2 separate regions of the Pan troglodytes genome follow, and region 2 is linked to region 1. The links are chromatin contacts, called in public HiChIP or PLAC-seq maps. All regions are on one chromosome and are shown on one strand. Each heading gives the region's core, a stretch centred on a gene start, on an enhancer-like site or on the middle of the called end of the contact. The rest is flanking DNA. Distances are from core to core; before and after follow the strand shown.

The links. HiChIP or PLAC-seq counts read pairs in DNA pulled down with a chosen protein or histone mark.
Region 2: an H3K4me3 HiChIP or PLAC-seq map of stem cell-derived excitatory neurons shows a contact between it and region 1, with 2.6 times the contacts expected there. The contact joins the promoter of RDH11 here to the promoter of PLEKHH1 in region 1. A contact is called at or near these places in 1 of 7 Hi-C or Micro-C datasets (blood) and 1 of 1 datasets of contacts at active chromatin or transcription factors (stem cell-derived excitatory neurons).

What each region holds. Positions count from the first base shown.
Region 1 is chr15:65,507,133-65,514,328 of NHGRI_mPanTro3-v2.0_pri, reverse strand. It overlaps PLEKHH1 (pleckstrin homology, MyTH4 and FERM domain containing H1), which reads right to left and starts at 3,037. Exons shown (of 30, transcript XR_008539026.2): 1 at 2,955-3,037.
Region 2 is chr15:65,671,980-65,679,175 of NHGRI_mPanTro3-v2.0_pri, reverse strand. RDH11 (retinol dehydrogenase 11) reads left to right here and starts at 3,277. Exons shown (of 6, transcript XM_016926963.4): 1 at 3,277-3,436; 2 at 5,956-6,074; 3 at 6,414-6,569. The coding sequence starts at 3,363.

The DNA of each region.
Region 1 (7,196 bases), core at 1,788-4,287:
GCTCTGCCAGACTCGGCTGACTGCCTGTCAATTGTGGGAGAGAAACAGCTTTGTGTCCCGTTTCTGGGGATGAGGCTGGGAGAAGGGTGTGAGTGTACACAGGGACAACTTCCTCTGATCTCAGCACTGTCATCTGATCAAGCTAACAACATCCATTTGGCCACTGCTGGGTGCCTACATGACATTCCACACAATGTCCGGGGAGACAGAGAAGGTGAGCATGTCCTAGGCCGCAGGAACCTCAATACCAAAAGAAGGGGTCAGGACAACCAGGTACAACATTCCTTGAGAACAAAAACAGCAAAGAGAAACAGCTTAGTACCTAAGATCCCAAGCTCTGGCACTGACAGGCCTGGGTTTGAATACGAGCTCAGGCACTAAATAATCCTGTGGCCTTAAGCCATTTGCTTAACTTCTTTGAGACTCAGTTCCATTCTGAAATTGAGGGCAGTAATATTTGAAAATCAGGACAATAATATTTGGTTGAACCATATGAAACCGTCATTTAACCATTTTCCAACCTTCAAAATGGCCATTTCATATATCACATCATGCAGGGCTTTTTGAGAATTAAAGGAGATATTACAAAAGCCTGGTGCACACTAAGTACTCAATAAATGACTGTTATTGTTGTAATCAGCAAACAAAAGGCAAACCAATAGCATCTAGAACATAAGAGAAGATGTGGCCCAAAGATGTGCTCACGAGGCTGGGCACGGTGGCTCACGCCTGTAATCCCAGCACTTTGGGAGGTGGAGGCAGGCGGCTCACCTGAGGTCAGGAGTTCAACCAGACTGGCCAACATGGTGAAACCCTGTCTCTACTAAAAATACAAAAATTAGCCAGGTGTGGTGGCGCATGCCTGTAATCCCAGCCACTTGGGAGGCTAAGGCAGGTGAACTGCTTGAACCCTGGAGGCGGATGATGTAGTGAGCTGAGATTGCACCACTGCACTCCAGCCTGGGCGACAGAGAGAGACTCTGGCTCAAAAAAAAAAAAAAAAAAAAAAAAGATGTGCTCACTACCAGATCTAACTCTGGAGATCTGGAGAGGAGGTCATATGATTTTTTAAGTTATTTTAGAACATTGAACAAAAGGGTATATAGTGCAAAGTAAGGCTTCTTCCCACGCCTGTACTTCAGCCATAGTTCTCCCCAGCGGCAACCACTGTTACAGGTTTCTGTGTGTTCTCTCAGAGATATTCAGAGCATCTACAGGCATTCATACGTATGTGGCATTCACACACCCACCCAAAAATCGTGGCCCACCATACACACTGTACTCAACAATGTAACTTAGAGATATTCCTACATCAAAATATATATCTGCCACATTTTCTCTGCATGCTTTGTAACAGCTTTAATTTATCCTATCGTGTGGCTTTTTACATGATCTTATTGAAGGGTTCCTTATTGATGGACATCTAGATTGTTTCCAACCTTTTGCTAAACAATGCTGCAATGAATATTCAATGATGTACACCATTTCATATACATCAGAGTATATCTGAAGGATAAAGTCCCAGAAAATGGAATTTAGGGGTAAATGATGTACACTTTAAATTGCCAGACATTTCTTTGGATTTTTTTTTCTATCAGGAATGGGAGGAACATGCTCTCCCCTACAGCTGGTGACTTCTGAAGAGGGCAGAAGAGGCTCCACATTTTTTCAGCTTAGTTGTTAGTTTCAATGAGTTTGGGGCCACAGGCTGCACCCCACAATTGCCCAACTCTGAGCAGGCCCCCTCAGCAGTCTATGGGAAGGTGGTAGAAGTGGACTGAACCATACGTTAGGAATTTAGGAGGCTTGGGTTTCAGTTATGGCTCTTCCACTTTTTAGCTATGTGACCATGGGCATATCACAACAATTTTTTTTTTAACAGACAGGATCATCAGCCTCCCAAGTAGCTGGGACTACAGGCCCACACCACCATACCCAGCTAATTTTTAAATTTTTATTTATTTGTAGACACAGGGTCTCCGTATGTTGCCCAGGCTGGTCTTGAACTCCTGGCATCAAGCTCTCCTCCTGCCTTGGCTTCCCAAAGTGCTGGGATTACAGGCATAAGCCACTGCAACTGGCCTAAATCACAACTTTTCAGAGTCCCAGTTTCCTCCTTTGGAAAAATGGGGCCAATAATATGCAGAAACACTAATACCGATGTTCTATAAAGCGTTCAGTGATGGTACTAGCCCTATACACAGTGTCTGTCACATAGAAGACAGTCCAAAAAGTTTGATGAAGGAAGTGATAATTCTCCCACTGAATTTTTTAAATGGTCTTTCAAGTGTTTTACCTGAACCAAGGCTCTGTCTTGGAAGAGTTTTATGAGGTGGATTCATAGTAAAAAGCTATGGAGGAGATATCCTGGCAAGCAGAAATCCCACAAGGAGAGGAGTTTCCTTCCAGATGAGGCTCTTCACCGCCTCTGCCACCCCCACTAAGGCCCCTGGTTCCTGGCGACCGAGTCCTCGCTAAGACTCCTAGGACACAATGCTCTGTGTCATTCGGCGCCCAACCTGTTTTCTTTTCTGCTTGAATGACCTGCTCCTAGGAGTCGAGCCTGAGCCATAGGGTCCCTAAGAGAACACTCAGAAATCACAGAAGAAATAACCTAAGGTGAGATGGGGAGGGGTGCGGGAAGGGGTGAAAGGGAGCGAGCACCGATAGCAAGGTGGCAGCCTGCACGTCCGCTCCGAGGGCCCTTCCCAGGAGCGGCTGGATCTGACCGATCCCCAAGTCCAGGTACTCCCGGGGGAGGCTCCTCCTGGCCTCGAGGCGCGAGTCCCCTGGGGCGCCCGGCTTCCCAAGCCGGACCCGCGCTCCAGCGCTCCCCACCGCTGGGAGCTCGCTTCCAGGTAGGGAGGCACCTGCTCGGGATCGTCCTCCGGGCCCGAGGGGCCGTCCCCCGCGCGCAGCCTGACGCCCTCCCCCGCGGCGCAGCCCCAGCTCACCACAGCGGCGGGAGCGCCGGTCGCTCACCTCCAGCGAGCTCGCGGCCGTCCCCGCCGCGCACTGGGCACACGGGCGCCCTCGGGCCGCCGCCGCCGCCGACCTTGCGTCGCTCTCGCCGGAGTCCCGGGCTGCCGCCGGTTCTCCGCTCCCCGGCAGCAGGGGTCGCGGGCTGCGGGGCGGGGCGAGGCTGGAGCGGGAGGGGTGCCCGCGGGCTCGCTGCACAAAGCCCGGCCGAGCCTTGCTGCGCCCCATTCAACGCTCCGCCGGGCGCCCTCCTCCCCTCGGCTCCCCGCCCGCTCCTTAAAGGCAGAGCGCTGGGCTCAGCTCTCCAGGCAGCTCGCGGAGAGGCACAGGAAATGACCTCAGCAGGCTCCAGCCTCCCACTTCTCCGCACCGCTGGGCTCGTCCCTGGGGCGGCAGGGAGGGCGGCGGGGTGTCCCGGGCGCCGGCCCGGAGCTCTCTGAGGAGGCCGCACCAGCTGCCGCAAGGGGCGGCCAGAGCGCCCCGGGGATCTGCTTGGCCCCAAATAGCGGGGGACCCTCGCGGGCTGCGGGACAAGACCAGACCGTCTCCGCCAAAGGTTCCAGCGTTCTCCTGGCCACCTGTGGGAACTGTAACGTCTGGATATTTGGAACAGAAGTCCATATTTCAGTCTGGCAGACCAAATGTTCTGAGTTGCAATTTGCAGGAGAAAGAAAAAGAAAAAATAAGTTACGACAGCCCAGAGAGTAACTTACTTGCTTATTTTCTGGTCTCGCTATGTTGCCCAGGCTGGACTCGAACTCCGGAGCTCAAGTGATCTTCCCGCCTGGGCCTCCAGGCCAGCTTATGTATATGTTATTTTAAAGGAGGGCCCAGGAGGACCCTGGCTGCCAGGCAGTTTGCAGGGCAGTCATGAGCGTGCCCCTGTGCTCCTCGTTCTCAGACATTTGCAGATCTCAGATCGCCCAAAGCAATCTCATACCCAGAGGGGTTGGAAAACTCAACATTTGGCTAGGTGAGCCTGGAGTAAAGAAGATGCAAATAGAGACGATTGCAGGGAGGGATCCACACTTCAAAACAGAGCCTTCTTCCTCAACCCTGCAGGCTCTCTGTCAGTGAAGGACTGAACAGAAGCAAAATACCGTCAGCGCCTGTTTCTCCAAATGGTCCTTGGAAGACTCATCCCAGGCACCATGAAGAACACCCCCACCCTGGGTTTGAATCTGAATCTCTTAACTAAAGTTCCCCAGGCAATTCTCACGTAGAAGCTTTGAGAGCCCAGACACTAAGGAAAGCTGGTAGTGCAGGAGGCCAAACGTGAGAGTTTAACTGGGCCAGTGGGACTTCAATGGCTGAACTTGCAAACGGCTTTATAGCGTGGGGATTGGGATAGATTAGCCCCATTTTGTGGGACAATGCTCAGGCTATCCACTTCAACATTCCAGAAGTTCCGTAAGGAAGCCCAAAAACACATTCTCTGGATTTTGCTAAGAAGACATTAATTCATTCATTCACTTTTTTTTTTTTTTTTGGTCATAGGTTCTTCTTGTTCTGTTCTCCAGGCTGGATTGCAGTGGCACAATCATAGCTCACTGTAACTTGAACTCCTGGGCTCAAGCAATCCTCCCATCTCAGCCTCATGAACAGCTGGGACTATAGGCACATGCCACTATACCCAGCAAAAAAAAAAAAAAAAAAAAATTTTTTTTTTTTTTTAGTAGAGGTGGGGTCTCATTTATGAGACCAGCTCAGGCTGGTCTCGAACTCCTGGACTCAAGAAATCCTCCTGCCTCGGCCTCCCAAAGTGCTGGGATTACAGGGATGAGCCACCGCACCTCGGCCCAGAACTCATTTAATATAACTTTGTTATATAGTGAAAAGAGTCGCACCATGGAGAGTGGAATGGGAGAAGCATGCTCTCCCCTATAGCTGGTTACTTCTGAAGAGGGCAGAAGAGGCTCAGTTGTTAGTTTCAATGAGTTTGGGGCCATACAGTGCATCTCACCATTGCCCAACTCTGAGCAGGACCCCTTGGCAGTCTGTGGGAGGGTGGTAGAGGTGGACTGAACCCTACATTAGGAATTTAGGAGGCTTGAGTTTCAGTTATGTCTCTTCCACTTTTTAGCTATGTGACTTGGGCAAGTTACAACTTTTGTTGTTGTTGTTATTTTCTTTTAAGAGATAAGATCTTGCTCTGTTGCCTAAGCTAGAATGCAGTGGCAATCATAGCTCATTGCAGCCCAGAACTCCTAGGCTCAAGCAGTCCTTCTGCCTCAGCCTCCCAGGTAGCTGGGACTATAATACCCACCATCACCCCTAGAGCCCCATTCTTTGGATATTAGCTTATTATTACAAGTGACCTGACAAAGGAGAATGGAGGATGGAACAGAGAGATGAGAAGAAAAGCCATCATGTGCCTGAGTTGAAGGATATGCTAGGGCATTCTTGTGAAAGAAGATGAGGCCGGGATGGGGACTTGTCAACTGGTCTGAGCCAATTTAGTCCTTCGATGATTGTATTAGCTGCCATGGGACATGAGAGGTGAGAGGAGGCCATTCGTCTTCTTTTCTGTAATCTCCTGCAGGTGGGATATTAAAAATAGTTAAGGCCAAATTCTGCCAAATATACATGTATTGGCAAGCTGGCACAAAACAGTCACACAGCCTGCTTCAAGAAAGTCGGGCAGTTGGCCTGCTCTGGCTCTCACACTCCATTCATGCAAGGGCAAATAATCTTCCTGGCCAACTCCATGTTTAGAAAACTGCTTATTTCACCAATAAAAGATTATTTCTAGCATCCCTCAAGCACGTTAAGCCCTTGGGTGTATATTTTGATGTTGTTTGAAGTGCTTATGTAACCATTTTCTGGAGTGCGGATTCCTGATTAGGGCACTTCAGATGCTAACTAACCACTCTAGGAGTTACAGGAGAGTCACTTTATATACACACACCACATGGTTTAGGCTGGAATGTTTAAAAAATAAATTCCTACAGAGTCAATATTACAGCATCTTAGTCTGGGCCTTGTTCCTTGGACAGCACTATGGGAGGGAAAGGGGAACTTGGAACTGGCCAGAGCTCAGTTCAAGCTTTATCACTTAAGTGGTGGTGGGACCTTGGGGCAGTTGCTTAAGGTTTCTGAATTAATTCCATGTTTGTAAAATAATGATGATAATAATTCTGGCCTCTTAGGGTTGTTGAAATGATTAAATGAGATAGTATGTTGTCTGGCATGCAGCAAGTGATCTATAAATGGAAGCTTTTGTTATTTATTCTTTGAACAAATATTGGCTGGAGTTTACGAGAGATCTTGTAAATCTCTGTTTACAAGATTGCAATGGATAAGCAGATGGCTTGAGAGACAGGAATAACTCTAGGAGAGCTGGTGAAATGGTTGACAATTCATCTTCCCTTTTACGAGCCTTCTAGAAACCCTGCTTCCCATCCCTACCTGCTTTCTCTGAGCTCCAAAGAGACCCTCTCCTATATCACCAAAAAAGCCTCAAATCAAGGGATCCCCTCCTCCTGCCTCAGGACCTGGTTCTCAGTTGCTGTTGGAAGGGGAAGAGAGGGGAGAAGAAGGAGAAGGGAGTCTCAGACTCCCAGGAAACTTGAGGCCAGTCCTAGTCCAGGCTTCTGCTCTCTGCCTTGGGTCACAAAGAAGTCAGGAGGTTACTTCTACTGCTGAATCTTTGGGAGCAATTTGGCTCTTCGGTGATTGTCAGGATTAGCCACCATGGGACATGAGAGGTGAGGTAACCATGGGTTAGAGCAGAGTGTCAAGAGTCACCATCTAAGTGGGGCTAGGAAGGCAGTGATTGAACATGCAGAGAAGGGCCAGTTAGGAAGGAAAGGAAATGGCCCAGTGGCTAAATCCTCAGTGTGTGTGTGAGTGTGTATGTGTGTGCATGTGAGATGGGTATGGAAAGATGGGAGGAAGTGTCCTAACTTTAAGTATGGACTCTTCTTTCGTTTATTCATTCAGTTACTCACTAACAAATATCTATTGAATACTTGCTATTTTCCAGCCACTGTGCTAGGAAGGAAAGTGTGGCAAGTGTGACCTATCAACTCTGGGCACAGGCTTTAGAACTAGACATGCCTGTCCTTGAATCCTGGCTCTTCCGCCCAGGGGACACAGGGTGGAAGTAATGCAGTTACCACATACATTCACTGCAAATAATCTGTTCAGTATAGCTGTGGGTATGGGAGCCAGAGAGAGCCAGGCAGTGGATGGGGAGGGGAGGGAAGGCGTTCCTC
Region 2 (7,196 bases), core at 2,028-4,527, 160 kb before region 1:
GGCTGGTCTCAAACTCCTGACCTTAGGTGATCCATCCATTTCGGCCTCCCAAAGTGCTGGGATTACAGGCATGAGCCAACATGCCCGGCCCTTTTATCTTCTTTAGAGTTCTCTTTTCTTCTTACTAGCACACAGGTTGGCAAACCATGACCCACAGGCCAAATGCAGCCCACTGTTTGTTTTTGTAAATAAAGTTTCATTGGAACACAGTAACATCTGAACAGTAAACACAGTAACATTTGAACACATTTGTTCAAATATTATCTATGGCTGCTTTCACATTTACAACAGCAGAGTCGAGTAGCTGCAACAGAGACCAAATCCTCCTCAGAGCGTAAAACATTTATTTTTCTTTTCAGGAGAAGTATAACAGCTCCTATACTATCCAGTCCCTCATTATTCCAATCCCATTATAGTTAATAATTTTTTTATGTTAAACTTTCCCTGTTCAAATTGTTGTGTAGTTTCTCACTTCTGATTGAACCCTGTCTGATACATCTCCAACCTCTCTGGCCGTTTCTCAGTCAATTTTTGGGCTCCCCTCCCTCTACCCATTTCACAATGTTAGGGTTCCTCAAGGCTTCCCTCTGCTTTTAGATAGGTTTTTGCTCTGCCACCCAGGGTGGAGTGCAGTGGCACAATTCTAGCTCACTGCAGCCTCCAACTCCTGACTCAAACAATCCTCCCACCTCAGCCTCCCAAAGAGCTGGGACTACAGATGTGTACCACCATGCCTAGCTAATTTTTTAGTAGAGATAATCAGTTGTTTTTAATCTAGATTCCATTATGGCTCCAATGTGTCTATAAACCACCTGAAATTATATGCAAATTTTATATGGATATGCAAATACACACAAGTATGGGGAGAAATTTCCAGCTTCATCTTTTGGCAATATAGCTCAATAGTTAAGGGCACAATAGACCCTGCATACAACTTGGTGGACAAAAGTGACTGCATCTGGGATGCTAATCTGCAATGCTGACTTCAATGTTAACTGCAATGTTGATTAGCCCCAGTCCTGTGAATATCTCCTGATTCCTACTTTATTTACTGTCCCTAGTGTAAGAACATGTCAACCTTGATGTTATTGCACAAATTATTATCTATTACACATGTAGCATTCTTGCCTGTTCTGGAGGGCTACCTTTAATTGTCTTGCACAGAGCAGTTTGACTCTTTCCCTACAGTATATAAACTCTGAGTGTGGAGCTTACATGTACAGAAATCTGCCACCCAAGCCCACATTTCTGTCTGTAAATTCCCACAGTAAAACACCCTTACCAAGAAACTGGATTTGTCTGCCTCAACCTTTGGTGTCTTGGCTCCTCTGGCATTTGGGGGCCACTTTGCATATAGGGCCCTCTCATGGAACACCACCTGCTTCAGTTTGAATCCCATCTCTGCCTCTTTGACCTAGGCTAGCTTACACGGTGCCTCAGTTTTCTTGTCTGTAAAATAGGGAAAATTATAGTACCTACCTCTTAGAGTTGTTATGGAAATTAAGAGTTAAAATATATATATATATATAAAGCATTGGGACAGGGCCTGGCCATAATTAAGCAGTATTTAAGCACTGGCTATTATTGCCATTTCTGGCACTATCCCTTCTCCCCAGACGGTTTTCTGTTGCTCTAGTGCACCCTGCTTTCTCTGACTGTGAACCCTCAGGTGGGGTCTTTCCTCTGCTCAGCACACTCTTGTCTATGTTGCTTGCCTACTAATTTCCCTCTGGCCTCCGCTCAAATGTTATTTCCTCAAATAAGCCTCTCCTGATCTAGAACTCCTCTCCCTTGTAAAAGCTCCCAGAGCTTTCTCTAATCCTTCTCATAACCTTCACCATGATTTATTTACAGTGATTACTTATTTAAGGTCTTCTCTGACAGTCCATGAACTCCGGGCGAGCAGAGATTATGTGTTCCTGGCTTCCTGCTGGACATCAGCACAGTGCCTAGTACACTATAGGAATGCCATAAATATTTGTCAAATGCGTGAATGACTGAATAAGGAACAAAACAAATGAAAGGCTTTTACAAAGTTATAAAACCCAATACAAATATTAGGTAACACAATAATGAGAATGTGACAAAATGTGATGATTGCTAGGTAATCTAATGTTAAATTGGTAGGAATTAGTATTGTGTGAAGGAAACCCTCTCCTCTCCAATTTGCTATAAAATATATTAGTTCATTGGAACCCGTGTCTTTTAACCAAATGGAAATTATGCAAAAGGACCAGAAAATATTACTGGGTACAATTAAGGAATCACAGACAGATATTGATTGGTTAAAACACCCTCCACTTTCACCCCCAGGAAATAGGCCTCAGATGAAAGAAACTATTGAACAGGGAACCTATTTATTCACAGAGAACATATTCATGGCCTTAATTCAAGACAGGATTAAATACTTTCACGAGTTGGCAAAACCAACTGTGCCAATCTGAGATATTCATTGCTACCCTGGGAGTTAATGTATGTGACCCAAGCCATCAGGAAGACGATATTCTATTATCAATGAACACTCAAACACTAGAAAAATCATGATAGTTGCCACCATAATTCAAGATAGACACAATAAAGTGATTCTCCTGGGAATGTCTTCAAGGACTTATTGCTTCCTCTCCACTGGAAAAAGGAATCCTCGAGGAGGAAGGGTTTACATTCCCCCACCTTCCCAACTGTCAGACTCCGGACCGCTCCTCTCCTGTCTAATCCGCCTTTCATTTCCCAGACGCCAACATCTGATCTCCAGGAGAAACAGTGCGGTAACTGCCTAACCAGGATTGGGGAAAACTGAACCAGGGACTGGACTTGGGTCTGGGGAGATAGAGGACTGCAGAGATTTCACAAACACCGCGGTGCCTAGTACACTATAGGAATAAGTGTACTATTCCTATAGTGTACACTTTTTTTTTTTCCAGAAAAATCCCTCTGGGGTATGAGCACTATTTTCAGTTCTGGTTCAACTTTTCATTGAGATTCTATGTGGATAAGAGGATCTTGTAGTGAAAAAAAGATAAAGAGCAGTGTTTTCATCTGAGTGTGAGAAACCATGTGTGCCTAGAGGTGGGAGAACTGAGTGTTCAGAAGGCAGAAAAAATAACTGAGAGCTGGGTGAATGATCCCACAGGCCCTAAGCCCTAGATGGTTGGGGATTAGCGATGTATAATTCAACTTCTGCCAGCGTTGGCGGCAGCGCTCCCACGTAGCCAGCCTGAGGCTGCCAAGCTCTGGACTACATTTCCCAGAAGGTCTGCTCCCCGGGCTGTCGCAATTTGAATTGGGGCGTGTCTAGAAAGAGAAGCCATAGTCGGCGAGCACCGCTGGGGCATCCCGCTCGGGTGCTGCTGCAGCCGGCAGAGATGGTTGAGCTCATGTTCCCGCTGTTGCTCCTCCTTCTGCCCTTCCTTATGTATATGGCTGCGCCCCAAATCAGGTCTGTGCAAATGTATTGCCTTCTCTTGAGAATTCTTGTTGCGGGGCGGGAGGGAAACATAGAATCCCCACCAAAGCTTTCTTGGAAAACTCCCCTGGGGGGGCTCCAAGATGGCGGAGCCCAGAGTTCGGTGGGTTAGAGGCGAGGTCCAGCTGTCCTGGGTGCCAGGAGGAACACCCGAGACCCCAGGCGGTGAGAAAGGGCGGCAGTCCGGGGCACACTGCTTTTCCCTGGCCTGTTTTTCTTTTGTCTAAGCACCCCCTGATTCTGGCTCCAGGGAATCCCGAGGGTAAGGCTACCTCAAACGCTTGAGTTTCGGACCCTTCAATGGGATATGGCCCGACGCTGTTTTCCCCTTAATCCCCACGCCTTAAACCAGCCTTCGAGGTACAAAGGAGCGATTCCACATTTCGCCCTCTGAAACTGATAGCAATCGTAACATCTGCGGCCCCATCCTTGCTCTCTCGTTGCTGTTACAATCGCTTGTTCTGTGGGCGGATGTTGTAAAGGAGAAAAGTGAAAAGGAAGAGTGTTTGGTTATGAGCTCTATCCTGCCTTGCGAGCAGGAGCACGGGGGATCTGAGTTAGGAGCTAGGGTACTGGGGCGGTGAGGGCTGGGAGAATGGTGGGAAGGTATTGACCAGGTGATGATGGATCAATCAGCCCAAGGCTGGCCAAGTGCCCCAGTGAATCAGCAGCGGGCTGTAAAACCGGCAGCCTGCTTATTGGTTCTAAGTAAATCACCAGTGGTGACGGACCAGTGACTGAATAGACAGACACATTCCTTCCCCAGGTGGGCAGTCTTAGTCCCAATAGAACTTGAAGCCAGGCCAGATCACAGTCATTTCTTACCACAGTCACCTACTTTCCTTCTTTTATTTTTATTTTCTCTTCCTTCTCTGGTGCCCCTCTTCCAGTTATATTTTTTCTGCCTTCTGAACACTCAGTTCTCCCACCTCTAGGCACACATGGTTTCTCACACTCAGATGAAAACACTGCTTTTTATCTTTTTTTCACTACAAGATCCTCTTATCCACATAGAATCCCAATGAAAAGTTGAACCAGAACTGAAAATAGTGCTCATATCCCAGAGAGATTTTTCTGGGGAAAAAAAAAAAAAAAATATATATATATATATATATATATTCCAGGAGCTGTATTCCCAACTCAGCAGGGTTATGGGAATCGGGCCAGAGCTGGACTTTTATAGTTGTCTCTTTCATTCCTGCTGGTTAAGGAGAAGAAAGAACTAAGTCCAGGTCCTACTAAGTTGTCACTCCTGGAGCTACAGTAAGGGGATGTGGGAAACAGCCTGGAGGCTTGTTCTCTGAGGAGGGAGGTGATGGTTTGTGGGGACCATGAGTTAATCTGCCTCCCTGTCAGCATTTTCGCACTATGCAGGTAGCTTCAATGGCTAAGAGTATGTACCTTGCAATTCCAAGTTCAATGAAAAAGGCTGAAATGCTCTTTAAGAATGCATCTCCTGGTCAACAGATTGTTTTAACCAGAGTCCCAACATTGCCAAGAAGAGAATAGGCCAGTCTGAGAACCACCAATCTGTGTTTGTGTATTCATTCATTTGGAAAAGGCAATATAGTATAGTACTTAGAAACAAGGACTCTAGGCTGGGCTTGGTGACTCACACCTGTAATCCCAGCACTTTGGGAGGCTGAGGTGGGCGGATCACCTGAGGTCAGGAGTTCGAGACCATCCTGGCCAGCGTGGTGAAACCCTGTCTCTACTAAAAATACAAAAATTAGCTGGGCGTGGTGGCGCATGGGTGAGGGGGTGAGGGATGAGAATCGCTTGAACCTGGGAGATGGGGGTTGCAGTGGAGGTGGAGGTTGCAGTGAGCCGAGATCACATCATTGCACTCCAGCCTGGGCAACAAGAGCGAAACTGTCTCAAAAAAAAAAAAAAAAAAAAAAAAGAAAGAAAGAAACAAGGACTCTAATTACACAAAGCAAGACTTGAATCCCAGCTCCCCTTTGTACATACATAATCTTCTCTTTGTTTTAAGTGTGTATGTGCATGCGTGTGGGTGTGTTTTTTTTTTTTCTTATTTTGTCCCAGAGTCACAAGCTTTCATAATTTTAACTTTTTGTATTGGATTAGCCATTTCTCAAGGCCATAAAATGCCAGTTGTGGACAGATTGACCTACAGAAACTAGTTATTTCTTCATCTGGGCTGAATCTTGTGATTTCCTAAGTCACAAGTGCCTTAGAGAGCTCAAACCAAAGCCAGGTGCCTGGCTAAGCAGGTATTCATCCAGTTCTTGTGCTGCAGAGAACAGCTGTAAGCTTTGCCCTTGTAATAGAATCACTTTTGTCTTTGAGCAAAAGCAGAAAACTTTTGTCATCTTTCCTCCAACTTTCCTTAAATGGACACTGTTTCCTTAAAAGGACAACAGTGGAAAGAACTAAAGCAAACCTCAGCCAGAAGACACAGGGAGTTGCAGGAACCTACTGGCTGAGACAGTAGAATGAAGAATTGATGAGCTCTTCTTCTCTGTCTGCAGGAAAATGCTGTCCAGTGGGGCGTGTACATCAACTGTTCAGCTTCCTGGGAAAGTAGTTGTGGTCACTGGAGCTAATACAGGTATCGGGAAGGAGACAGCCAAAGAGCTGGCTCAGAGAGGCAAGTTCACCTCCTTTCAATTCCCTCCTATTACTGCTGTTTTACCCCTCACAGTAATGATGATTCATTCTCATTGTTTCTTCCCAGTTTTGGAATTCAAGAACACCTAAGGATTCCACTGATTTGCTGATCTGAAACTAGTACTATGCTCTACATATAATGGACCCTTAATGAATATTATTAATTTATTTTTCTTTACCTATTTGCTAATCAGATACCTCTGTTGTGAAGAAAGGGTAAAAATGTGTGTTTTTTAAAAAAATGTTGGAAATAACATTAGATTTATAATGCCAGCTCAAAACAGAGCTGACCATTTCTCTTTCATGTGTTGGCTGACAGGAGCTCGAGTATATTTAGCTTGCCGGGATGTGGAAAAGGGGGAATTGGTGGCCAAAGAGATCCAGACCACAACAGGGAACCAGCAGGTGTTGGTGCGGAAACTGGACCTGTCTGATACTAAGTCTATTCGAGCTTTTGCTAAGGGCTTCTTAGCCGGTAAGTGTAGAACTAGAGAGACTATGTTGTGGGTCTTGAGGTCAACATGGCAGATTCAACTAAAAGGAAAAGGTCCCTCTTCCTCATAGAAGTGGTGGATAAAATATAGCCAAAAACTTCTGAAGCTGAACTCATAGTCACTGGGACACAATTTATGTCAAAGGGATATCTTCCAGAGGCAGAAACAAAAAATGAATTCAAAACGTCATAGCAGTGAGCAAGAGCTGAAGCCAGAAATCTCATGGGAGTCTCAGCACTCAGTACAGGCTTTTTAGGGGCTGGGGTCTAAATACTTACACAGGGATAGGAGATGAGGCCACAGGCCTTTGAGAGCTGGAGCTGTATTTGAGGTTCTACACAAAGTTGAGATTCACAAAGGGCCATCTGGTCCATAGTATAGAAGCTAATAAAAATCCTGGCCACCAGCTCAGAGACATGACAAAGAAGTTTACCATCTCTTTAGACATAGATGGATACTTATCTGCAAAAAATTAGAACCCAAGCTGGCATCATCTGTGGGGTCTGAATTCGTACCACCAAATGATATGAGGATATTTATGGGTTTGATTTTTGTATGTGTGTGTAATACTCTATGGAAAATTAACGTAAAAACCTGTAGTGTCTCAT